2 separate regions of the Sminthopsis crassicaudata genome follow, and region 1 is linked to region 2. The links are chromatin contacts, called in public Hi-C maps. All regions are on one chromosome and are shown on one strand. The core of a region is the stretch at or near the end of the contact, and the rest is flanking DNA. Distances in the headings are between cores, read along the strand shown. Region 1 holds the start of SYNM (synemin). Region 2 holds the start of TTC23 (tetratricopeptide repeat domain 23).

Evidence for each region. A called contact is a pair of places that touch in the nucleus more often than the background predicts.
Region 1: a contact with region 2 is called in a Hi-C map of fibroblasts, with 5 times the contacts expected there. The contact joins the promoter of SYNM here to the promoter of TTC23 in region 2. A contact is called at or near these places in 2 of 2 Hi-C or Micro-C datasets (fibroblasts and hippocampus).

What each region holds. Positions count from the first base shown.
Region 1 is chr2:553,203,964-553,210,460 of ASM4859323v1, forward strand. It overlaps SYNM (synemin), which reads right to left and starts at 3,036. Exons shown (of 5, transcript XM_074295043.1): 1 at 2,075-3,036. The coding sequence starts at 2,881.
Region 2 is chr2:553,047,162-553,053,367 of ASM4859323v1, forward strand. TTC23 (tetratricopeptide repeat domain 23) reads left to right here and starts at 3,688. Exons shown (of 13, transcript XM_074295038.1): 1 at 3,688-4,049; 2 at 5,937-6,036. It overlaps LRRC28 (leucine rich repeat containing 28), which reads right to left and starts at 1,428. Exons shown (of 10, transcript XM_074295039.1): 1 at 1,115-1,428.

The DNA.
Region 1 (6,497 bases), core at 1,786-4,285, 160 kb after region 2:
AGAATTAACTCCCTTTTAAAAGTACTGATTGATTCAGCATTTTGCTGTTGATAAGCATTGCAAAAATGCTAACAGCACACAAATGAGATTTGTGTTCATATTCACTAATGCAGGTATACTGATACATTCAAGAAAACTGATCAGGAAGATTTCCAGACATACTTCAATACCTTTAATCAACCAACTTACTCAACACAACTAAGTGGATTAATACATTTTGGAAAGATTTTCTATTTTATGCATACAGGATTTTCTGGATAACAATAACAAGTAGAAAATCCAACTGGTCAGCATTCCTATTAATCAAGGTTTTGTCATATCAGCTTTATGACAAAAGTGTTTTCACTAAGAAGGTCTTAGGCAACAAAGGATTTGTTTTAGAAAACAGCATCATAATCTGATTCTTAATGGTTGTCTAATTCATTATATTGAAAGTTTGGGATAGGGTCCTCAACTAGATTCCAAACTGAGGAGGTATCCTTTATTAAACTTCTGTATGCCCCAGAGATCACATCACATCATTGGGCACATGAAAGATGCTCAATAAATATCTGTTATTTGATTGACACCAGACTAGAGACAAAACTGTTAAAAAAAAAATCTAAAATGTTTTTCAGGGAGGCTAATCTCAGTATGTGAAAAAATGTAGATTATACTTACATGTGAAGCATTTCATGTTTATTATTTATTCACAAGAGTTCTTTGAGATTAGTAGGGAAAGAAAGTATTGTTCTCTCCACTCTAGAAAGAGAGATACTAAGACAAAGAAATTGGCTGCTTTGCCCAAAATGATGAAGCTGGTATCAAGCTAATGTTTCAGGAAAGGATCCTAGGTCTCCTGTCTCCTCAAAATATTCAAAGTTTTATTTTTGCCTTACCTAAAAAACCACAATCAAAACAGCACAGTTCACTGCAAACTGACCTCATAAAGTATGCAGTTACATAATCTTTAAATTATCACTTCAGAGAACCACTGCACAATTAGAATTATTTCCAATAAAGTCTGATGGAGTCAGCTGCACAACCTAAGCTACATAGTACACAACTCCAAGAGTCATTATTTATTTTTAAGAAAGTATGGATTTTGCTTTTTCTAGATATTAACTTTATATTAATCCAATGCAAGGGGTAGAATAAGTAAAATGTCACATTGAATCTTTATTTAACATGATTCTTTAGAATTATGGGGAGGAAGTAAAATCTGATTTAACTTTGTAACATTATCCAATATTATATCTGATTATCACCTATTCCTGCCATTCCTGTCACTTCCAAGAACAAAGGAGAGAATTATTCACTATATATGGCCAAAGTGAAGAGCCAAATGTTTTTTCTTACAAAGATCTGAAAGGATTCATGACTCCAAAAACCGACCCTGACACAGCAGGGAGAGCCCAACCCCCACTTGCTGGATGGAAATGCCTGGGGTCATTGCCCAGTGCAGTTTCTCATACCTTCCTTCTTTCTCCACCTCCAAACACAGACATGCGTGCAAGGGCGGATCAACTTCCCAATATTTGCCCCTAATTTGGTTTTCTCTGGGATCCTTCCTTGATACGAACGTTCCCTAGTGAATGGGCAGTTTTGCCACTAAAATAATACCCTTTGATAACAGATAAGGAGATTACTACACTTTTCCCTTGACACAAAACTCCTCAAAGTACTCTGAGGAAAGTAAAGGAAAGCTTCACTCCACAGAACCTTAGGTACATTAACCCCGCCCCAGGGTGGCTGGAAAAGTCACCGACTCTTGGACTATTGTGGGGGAAGGCTTGGTTTTCCATGCTGAAATGGAGATGGAGAAGAACCTCAAAAACAGAGATGTTATCCCTAAACCGTTCCCAAAAAACACAATTCAAGTAGTGTGATTTAGTGGAAAATGCAGGAGGTGGGTTTCAAGCGATCTGAAACCCATTTCTGATGGACATTTCCTAGTTGTGGGATCACTTAACCTTTGTGCACCTCTATTTACTCATCTGTAAGAAGGAGTTACATGCCCTCCTCACAAAGTGTTTGCGGATAAGACACTTTGTACGCCTTGAAGCACGTATCACTGTGAATTTTTATTACACACCTGGTTCTCTTCCATCTCCAGGTCGTATTTTTCCTTCAACCTCAGGAGCTCTTCCTCCAGCCTCTGGCGCAGCTGGTCCAATTCTTGGGCCTCTCGGTACAGGGACTCCACTTCTAGCTGGCAAAGCCGCTTCTCCTCCTCTGCCTCCTTCCGACTCTCCTGCCCCAGCCTCACCTTCTCCTCCAGCTCGCGCACCTTGTCCTGGTACAATTGGAAAGTTTCCTGCCAGGACTCGGACATCAGGAGGGCGTAGCTGTCGTGCACCTCCTGCAGATTGAGCTGGGGTTCCCGGGGCGGCTGGCGCGCGCGGAATCGCAGAGAGAAGGTGGACACCTGCGCCCGCAGCTCCCGCACGTCCCGCGCGTGCCCCTCCTGCAGGCGCTGGTGCTCATCCTGCAGGCGGCCCAGCAGCGCTTCCAGAGCGGCCCGGGCGCCCAGGGCCTCCTTCAGTTGCTGCCGCTGCGCGCCCAGCTCGGCGTCCAACTGGCCTCGGACCGCACGCACTTCCCCGCTCAGCCTGCGCAGCTCCTGCAGCTCGTGCCACAGGCTGTCCCGTTCCCCCTCGGCTAGGGACTTGTCCCAGCTAAGCTCCTCCAGCTGTCGCCTCAAGCTGCTCACCTCCGCCTGGTAGCGACCCTGCCATGCTTCCCACCAGTCCTCCTCCCCTCTCCGGTTATGCAGCTCGTCCAGGAGCTGCTGGTTTTCCTGCTCCAGCTGCCGCACCCGGGACACATACTCGTAGAGGCGGGCGTTGAGTTCCTGAAGCTGAGCTTTCTCATCTCCCCCTAACAGCCTCCAGTGCAGCATCGTGGCTTCGTTTATTTTTTGGGGGGTGGTAGAATTTCGGGATGAAAACTGTCCCCCTCCTGTCCAAGCCTTGACCTCTCCCTCCACTTCTCCCCTGCAGCGGAGATGACGATCCTGCAGCTCCGGAGTCTACCGACTCTGGGACAGAGACTGGCAAAGCAACATGACATAACGGAAGACTGGGTGGGGTTCGGCGAGGAGCTGGCAGGGAGCCGTCTCCTTGGCCAGGGTCTCCATCCAATAGCAGCTTGGGACGAACCCGGACCACTATAGCCAAACAGCGCCCTCTGCGGGAATGGCCCACCTCGGAGACTACGAACCCCAGTTCTGAACTTTTATCTCTAACATCTGTAAACAAGGGAACAGGTTTCAATCCAGAACAAAACTCTACTAAATAGTAGAGAGTGAAAGGGTTTGGGGGCACAGGGAAACTGGCCTTCTGTTGGAGACACATCAACACACCAAAAACAACCATTCCATCTCCCTAAATGAGTTTGTCTCCAAAGCTAGATTTAATGATTCCAGTTCTGTACCTCAGAATCAGGAAGAGCAAGTAGCAGAACCAAGATTCAAACAGATTCTTGAATACAGATTTAGTGCTCTCGTACCTATACCATCTGAAGAGTAGGGACCAGAGAGAACCTTCCTTTCCTCTCTTCCTTAACTACTCAGTCTAGCTTCTGACCTCCTCATTCAACCAAAGCACTGCTCTCCCTTAAGTCACTAATGATCTAATTGCCAAATCTAAGGGATTTTTCTCAAGCTTTATCTTTCTTGACCTCTATACAGCCCCTAACACTATCATACCTTTCTTCTTGATAGTCTCTTCTTTCTTGATTTTCATGTCACTGCTCTCCTAGTTTTCTCTCTCTGTTTCTCCAGGGCCTTCTTCTGCCTTTGTACTTTATTGAACTTGGTAATTTCATAGGCTCCCAGGGTTTCAACCACCATCTCTATGCTGCTGATTCTCAGAGCTACTTTTATAGCCCTAACTTCTGATTTCTCTCACCTCTCCAACTGCCTTTTCAACATTCTCCAATTAGGTGTCCCATAGACATCTTAAATTCAACATGTTCAAAACCTTTCCCTAAAGCTTCCTCTCTTCCTAAATTCTCTTTTACTGTCCAGTGAACCTCCATTTTTTAGTGCTCCAGACTTGCAACCTAGTTATTAGCCTTGAAGCTTCACTCTCTTACAACTCCCTGTATCCAGTCAGTGATCAAGTCCTGTTGTTACCATTATAGTATCTCTCATGTATGCCCTCCTATTCGCCTTAAACAGTGCCACTCTCCTGATAACAGGCTCTCTTCATTCAATGCTGGATTACTGCAATAATCTGCTGGTTGCACATCTACCTCAAGCTTCTTTCTATTTTAATCCATACTCCACTCATTTGTCAAATCCATCTTCTTAAAACACAAATCTGATTATATCACTCCCCTACTCAATAAGCTCCAATGGCTCCCTATCCTCTCCAGAATAAAATATTAAATTCTGTTCTGGGCTTTCAAAGACCTTCATAATCTGACCACTTTTTAATCTCTTATACTTTACATCTCTTCCATGTACTTTGTGATCTAGTGGTATTATTTCTTTGCTGTTTCTTAAACAAGGCACTACATTTCTCAACTCTGTCCTCTATTCATAGAAGAATCCCCCTCAGGTTCATCACTTAGCTTACCTGATTTCTTTTAAGTCTCAGATAAAGTCTTACTTTCTGCAAGAAACATTTCTAGTGCTCCTTAATCTTAGTTCCTTTTCTCGGAGATTACCCCCAGTTTATTTTATATATACCTTGGGTGCAGCCAGTTGTTTGCATATTGTCTCTAACATTAGACTGCAAACTTTTCAGAGAAAAGATTATTTTTTTTGTCTTTTGTTTTGAAATTTGTGCCCAATGTTTAGCATAGTGTCTGGCATAAACATAATACATGCTAGTGGATTAATATAATAATAATAGTGGTTAATAAATGTTAGTTGATTGACTCTCATCTAGGAAGGTCTGAGTTCAAATATAAGCTTGACAGATAATCCTGGACTAATCTATTTACTTTTCAGTGTTCTAGGTGATGCTTTAAAACTATAAGTTATGATGAATGAAATGAGATACTATTCTGCTCTAAGAAAATTTCAAAGTAATGGTTTCAAAGAAATATGGAAAGATTTTTATGAACTGATACAAACTGATGGAAGTAGAACTATGAGAATAATTTATGGAACAGCAAAGTGGAGATTGAAGCATAATTTTTTTTCTTTTTCCTTATTTTTTATTTTCTTTTTCTTTCCTTCTCTTTCTTCCTTTCTTCTTTCCTTCCTTGATCCCTCCTTCCCTTCCTTTCCTTCTCTTTTTTCCTTCTTTATATATAGGTATATATAGGTAAAGAGCGAATTTGTTTTGCATGACTATACAGATTTATTTTGGATTTTGTTTTTCTTGCCTTTTCAATGGAAAGGAAGGTTAAAAGATGGAAAGAATTTTGAACTAAAATTAAAATAAATTGAATTTTAAAAAAAGACTATTAGTTACAGAAGTATCAATCTGAATTAGTAGAGGCAATGTCCTCAACTAGGAATTTCCTTTACCAACAAAATAAAAAGTCCAGATCTTTTTCCTATCCCAACCATTGTACCATTGTGCTTCAGTAGCATTAGAGGTTCTTTTCACTTATGCTACTTTTTGTGAACAAAACTACAACATTGAAATTCCTTAATCTCCTTAACAAGCATACCTGAAAAAGGAAGTAATAATCCTAAAACATACTATTAGAGATGCAGCTTTCACTGAACCTATGGTACAGATCTATAATTAATTCTCATGGTATAGACATAAAGTCACTTTTAACAACATGGGTATGGCATATAAAACTTGCTTTACCAATTCCCTTACTAGATAGGTAAAGTCCTAGCAAAGCACAATAACTTGAAGATATTGAAAAATACCTCTGGACTAGACTACAGCTGTCCTTTTTTTTTTTTTTTTCTTGCAAGATCCCACTTGACTCCTTTCTTTTATTTCCTTTGCTTTTATGTCTGCAGTGTTACAAAGAATCAGTTTTACCTAAATTTGTAAGGATTGATTATCTTTCCTACTATAGGCATTCTACTTTGAGATGAACATATCAGAGCAAACTACCAGTACAAGTGACTGTTCCTGGTCCCTCTATTTTTCCTAAACTATTTTTTTTAGTTGTTCCAAAACCTTAACTTGATCTTAGCCATAGTTTTTTGGATCTTCCAAAACTAGAAGAAGGCATCTGACATAAACTTAAATCATTTTCTACAACTTTTCTTCCTTTCTCATTCAATTACCCAAGCTTCCTTTTCTATTTTCCTGATACTTTTTATGGCTAATCCCAAAATACAATGTACATATTAGAAAGAACTCTGGAGTTGTCCTCAGACAGGCTTGGATTTGAGTTCTTACTTGGCTATTTAATGACTACGTTTTCTTAAGAAACTCATTTAGCTTCTCTGAATCCTAGGTTCTTTATCTATAAAATATTAATATTAATACATACTGTCTTTCTTACCAGAATATTTATGAGAATTTAATGAGATATGATTAGTACTTAGAATGATAGTTCATGTCCATTAATATTACTTTTTACAAGCTGAC
Region 2 (6,206 bases), core at 2,438-4,937:
TAAGATTATCACCCCTCTTAATTAGCATGACTGCACTAGCAAACCCACTCCAGATTCTCCGTTCAGGAAAAGAGGTGTCAAAATGGGCACCTTCTCACACACATCTCACACCCAGCCACGCATGCTTGTGACAATCCTATATATCGTCTCTCTACACTAGCTGACCAACTCCAGGGATATCAGTATTTATGTGACAATTTATACACACAACTTCCCAACAGAGCCCTCTGATTAGCACCGATATAACCAACTCCAGGATGTCAGTATGTGTATGATTTTACACACACACACACACACACACACACACACACACACACACACACACACACACACACACACGCCATCATGGACAGTCCTAATTCTTAATTAGCACTACTACAACTAGTCAACCAACTGCAGGGGTGTCAGCCTGTGTCTAACTGTTTACACACATACATACACAGTCTCTAAAATTAGCAGTGCTACAACTAGTGAACAACTCCGGGTCGTCAGCATGTGTCTCTGTGTGTAAATGGTCTCACACACACACACACACACACACACACACACACACACACACACACACATGTGCGCGCGCGCGCGCGCCTTCACAGACAGTCTTCAAATTAGCACCCTAAATAAGCCGACCAATTCCAGGGGGTCAGCCTGGGACCACACACACACACACACCTCTTCACATGACAGTCCCGCAGCGAGCTGGCTGGGCGCCTCCGGGGAGGGGGAAACCCGGACGGAAGCCGGGGTGCAGGAGGGGAAACGGGGGTTCGGGGATACTGCGGGGATGGGGTAGAGGGCAGCAGCCGACGAGGCCCGGCCGGGTGAGGTCATGACAGACGGGACCTGGAAACGAATCTTTCCAGTCAGTCCCTGTGAGGGCGCAGGCTCGCTGGGAGACACTTGGGAACTGGGGCCGACTGGGGCCGACTGGGACCGGGAGCCCCGGTGCCTCAGAGGGCAGACCCGACAGGCAGAGGCGGAGGTCCGGACTGGGGGCGGCGGAGCCGAGATCGGGGCGCGGAAACGAAGACAAGGAGGAGGAGGAGGACGACGACGACGACGACGACGACGAGGAAGACGGGGAGGAAGAGGAGGAGGAGGAGGAGGAGATACTCACATCCACTCCTGGCCGGAGCCCACGGCCCCAGGCTCTCCCCGAGACGAGGCAGAGCTCCCCTCAGCTAGGGAGGCGGGGAGGGGAAGGGGCGGAGCCGTGTGGGCTGGGGCGGGGACGGGGACGGGGAAGGGGCGGTGGGGGCCCCAGCTCCGATTGATTCACGCCCCCCGGATCCGCGCCCGGAGGGGGGGGGGAGGGAAGGAAAGGAAAGGGGAGGGGGGTGGAGTCGGGGCGGGGAGCTAGGCGGGAGGAGGCGGGGCTGGAAAAGGAAGGAAGCCTCGCGAGAGCGAGACGCACTAGTTCTCGCGGTATCTGCTCACAGACAAGCGCTCGACGCTTCAGCCTCGGCCCCGCCCCGTTGTTGTCTTTGTCTTTTTCTGTCCTAGGGGTTGCGGTCTTTTCTGGGTTACCTTCCTGCTCCCCCATTACCCCGGTAATCAGAGGTTCCTGTCCCTCTGATAAGCCTGAGAGTTTGGGCAGGGCTCAACCGACAGGCAGATTTTGGGAATAGGTGGCTATTAACTCACCAGCTGCCGGCCCTCCCTGACCCCCACCCGGAGGAGGGAAAGGCTCACAGCCCGCCCAGCTGTGGTGTGCGACTCTTCCGCCACTCCATTTGGGATTTTCTTGGCTATGATATTGCAGTGGTTTGACATTTCTTTCTCCAGCTCATTTTACAGATGAAGAAACCGAGGCAAACAGGGTGAAGGGACTGCCCACGGTCACACAGCTAGTGTCAGAGATTACATTTGAATTCAGGAAGGTGATTTTTCTTTTCCCCAGGCTTGGTATGTTGTGCCTTGAGCCACCTAGCTTCCCTGTGAGGAGCCATAGCCGTAAAGTGCTTAGTACAGTGAGCGCCTGGCACACAGTAGGCGTTATATAAGTGTTCATTTGTAGCACCGGTTAGGGAACCTAGAAGGCCTGGATTCAAGTCGTGCCTTTGATATATGTTGGCTCTGTGATCCAGGGCACCTCACGGCACCAAGTTAGTCAGGGGTTTTTTCTCATCCAAGGAATTCTAACATAGATGAATGAGATTGCATGTCCAGTCCTATCTTGATCCTAGAAAGTTGTCGGTGAATGTTAAATGCAGCATTTCTCTGCAGAAAACTTAGAATAGAAAAAGCACAACTTGAAGTCAGAATTCTGCAAAGCAAATTCATAGTTGGGTGACCTTAGCCAAGCTGCTTTATTTCTTGAAGCCTCGGTTCTGACACACGTAAAATGAGAATAATACTTCGCAGGTGACCTAATTGAAAGAGTAGTTTTGAGGACCAAGGATATTTAGGAACCTCTCCTGGACTTATAAAACATGAGCTATTCTATAATGTTCACTGATCTAACAGAGGGTCACAGATTGGAAACAGGGGGCCATCTAATCTAATTCTCTCTTAATAATCAGAGGAAACGTCCTGGAAGGACAAGTGATTTATCCATCACATATTGGCACACAGATGGCATTTGAACCTGAGTTTAGTACTCTGAACAACCCTATCTCCAAGAACTTAATTTGCCGTAGGTTAGAATAGAATAACAATGTTTATATTTGCATAAAGTATTATAAGAACTTTATATACATTAAATCATTTAAGTCTCAAGAACAATCTAGAGGCATAAAAAATTATGCCCATTTAACATTGGAGGAAAAGAAAATCCCCCGTAGATCAAGAGATTTGTTCAAAAGACACAAAATTATAAATTGCTTTACAGAGATTAACCCATAGACTGGTTCTAATCCACTGCTTTCTGCTACTTTGAGATTCTTCGATATAAAGAAAAGTGCCTCAATACTGATAGATAAATATGATTGTTAGTAAAACTTTCGCTTTTCCTGGGATGTGAGAGGGAGTTCAAAGTTTTAAGAGAACAAAGCATTAAGGCTCATTTTTCTGTTATTAAAAATCTGATGGGGGCAAAAGCATTTTTCTTTCAAAATGTGTATAGCAAAGCTATCTAGATACATGAACATAATAAAAATAAATTATTTGAAATTTACTTCTTAAAACTGACCACAATTAATCACTGGCATTGGCTAATCAAAGTATGGTATTACTTCTGTTTAGATTTATAATAAGTCATAGTAACAACTCAAGGTTTCTTTAGTGGAAAAATGCTGGATCCAAAGTCAGAGGAACTAAGTTCAAAACCCTGCCTCCTCCCTTACAATGTGAGCAGAGCAGGTCAATATCTCTGTGCCTCAAAGTCTAGGACTTTAAAAAGTGGGGGAAGGGGAAATAGAAATGCTGTTCCAGTTTTAAATCGATGCTCTTGTGGCATGTATCTCGATTTACAATGCTACATAATAGAATATCAGATATTTACAAAGCATCTAACATATTTTTGGTAACTAACTTTTAAACTTATAAAAGGAGTTAATTTTTTCAAATGATGGGATTTAGCTTTAAGGAGAGGTCTAGGAAAAGAGAAAGTCAACCCTCCCTCCCCCTTTTAAAATTCCCGCCTTAGGATCCCAAGGATTGGGTCGCAAACTGTGACTGAAAAGGGTATCCCGGATCTTTTGTTCTTTATTGGCTAAAGCTGCATCAATCACTCCCCTGATCCAGGTTTGTAAAATAACAAGTTTCTTTTCCGGGAAATGGTTGTCTTAATTTAGTTTTAAGCTCTTTGAATTTTAGTCATTTTCGTGGACATTAATCTATATAAAGAAGTATAAAATAAGAAAACACTAATTGAAGTGGCTTGGAAAACCGTAAATAGACAACTGTGCAATTTTTCTCACAGTGAATTGGAGCAGTTTCTCCGAATCCAATGTAAGTTGATAATGGCATTTACAGCAAAATCGCCTGTTTCTTGAATTTATCAGGATTTCTCTCTAAAGAAGTAACTGTAACCACTATCCGACAAAAGCCAAAGTGAGTGAATTGTTAAAGGACTGAAGTCAAAGGAAATCAAGTAACAAGTTTTTATGAAGGTACAAATTTCTCTTTACATTCAAGTGTGGGAATGGGAATGGAGTAGGAAATATTGTATCTAAAGCAATTTTGTAAATTTTAAGAGTGATTATCTTTGACCACCTTACCGTACTATTTTCGTTTGAACTTGCTAATATTCAGTCACATTATTTATATCTATATTTATATCTATATACGCACATACAAAATAAAAGGGATACTTCTGTGAAGTATATTCCAAATAAATAGGAAGTATATTTATAATATGCATTGTTACAAATTTATAAAACATAGAAATGAATGTAAGAATAAGACTTAAGTTCTGAAATTGTGTGGCCTTTTTTTTTTTTTTTTTTTTTTTTAATCTTTAATTCCATGTTTTTACTTGTTCTTGTTTTTCTCCTGTGATTTTGGCTGGCATTATGTAAATGCAAGAACAAATCTTCCAAATAGCTGAAAAGAAAACCAGTGAGAGGACAGAAGCAGATTTACAGTTGGAAAGTTATAACTAACTTTTCAATATCAAAAACTATGATTATTAAAAGATAAGCCTATTTCTTGAACCAATTTATAACTCCTAGGATAATGCTATATTTAAAACATTTCACATACATTCACTCTAGAAATTTTTATTGGATGTCTAATGCCTTCTTAGAACTATACTAGGTCCAAAGGGATGCAAAATAAAGATTAGGCACAAGCCTTCTTTTCCAGTGCTTATGGTCCAATTGATACACATAAAACATTTAAATAATAATATAGCAGGGTAGTTCAGTACTATACAGGTCAGGGGAGGAAAAGATTAACACAAACTGAAATGCTCAGAAAAAAAAAAAAACATTAATTGGTTTAGAAAATAAACTGGGGCTTGATGAATGGGTAGGATTTAAAGAGATGGAGAGGAAGATGGAGGGCATTTCAGATTAGGTGATGGTGAGGGAAGTGGTGGCAGGATAGGATTAGAAGAGAGAAGAAAGACTATGAGTCAAAGTGTGCTTTAGTGGTATTAAAGACAACTGGCTGGAGTGAAGAGCTCTTCATGTTGTGAATTAGTGGACAGGGCTCAGGCTGTGAAGAGTCTTGAATGCCAAGCTGAATGAAGATTTGGGATTTTATTCTCTAAGGCAATGGCAAGCTGTTCAAGGTGGGTTTTTTGTTTTGAGTGGGTTAAGAGGGGCTGGTCTTTTCTCTTCTTTCTTTCTTTCTTTCTTTCTTTCTTTCTTTCTTTCTTTCTTTCTTTCTTTCTTTCTTTCTTTCTTTCTTTCTTTCTTTCTTTCTTTCTTTCTTTCTTTCTTTCTTTCTTTCTTTCTTTCTTTCTTTCTTTCTTTCTTTTTTTTTTTTTTTTTTAAAGGAATTACATAATGATAACAGATTTCAACTGTTTTAACCTGCAGAAATATACAGGGTGGGTTGGAAAGGAAAACCTAGAAACCAGGAGAAACCCATTATAAGTTATTGCAACTGTAGAACATGGCAGCTTATTGAATGATATTATAAACCTTTACATGTTTTAATGTTTAAAAAAACAGATACTTCTAATAAATTCTTGGTTGAATAAAATAAATCTTGATGCATCATTAAAAAAAATTCAAAAGCACCTTCCTTCCTGTTTTAACATTGAAAAGAAAGAATTTTATTTTTATTTTTTTAATAACACCTTTAGATAGCGTATATTTAAACTATATCAGATTCTTTGCTGTGTTGGGGAGAGAAGTGAGAGAGAAAGAAAAATTTGAAATACAAAGTTTTACAAAAATGAATGTTGTAAATGATCTTTACATGTATTTGAAAAAAATAAATACTAATGAGAAAAATATATAATAAAGTTAAAATATCTTTATCAAGATGAATAGACAGGTAAATTTCCTTTTATGTTTAATATAAATTTCCTTCTTCCTTTCCCATAGAATTACAATATAAGGTTTTTTTGGTCCAGTATAATGATATTGCTGATATCTCAGTAAAGAAGAAGCTCTCATACTTCAAGAAGATTGATTTCGTAATGAGGTACTCTTGTTCGAATTGTAGACTAATACTCCAGTTAAAGGAAAAATTATAAAATAATAAATATTTCTTTTCAGATCTTAGACCTAATTAATTTGACCCTTTATTCACATTGTTCCCTCTGCTTCCCTTCCCTTCAACCTGTAGGCCCCATCATTCCCTTGTCAAAACCT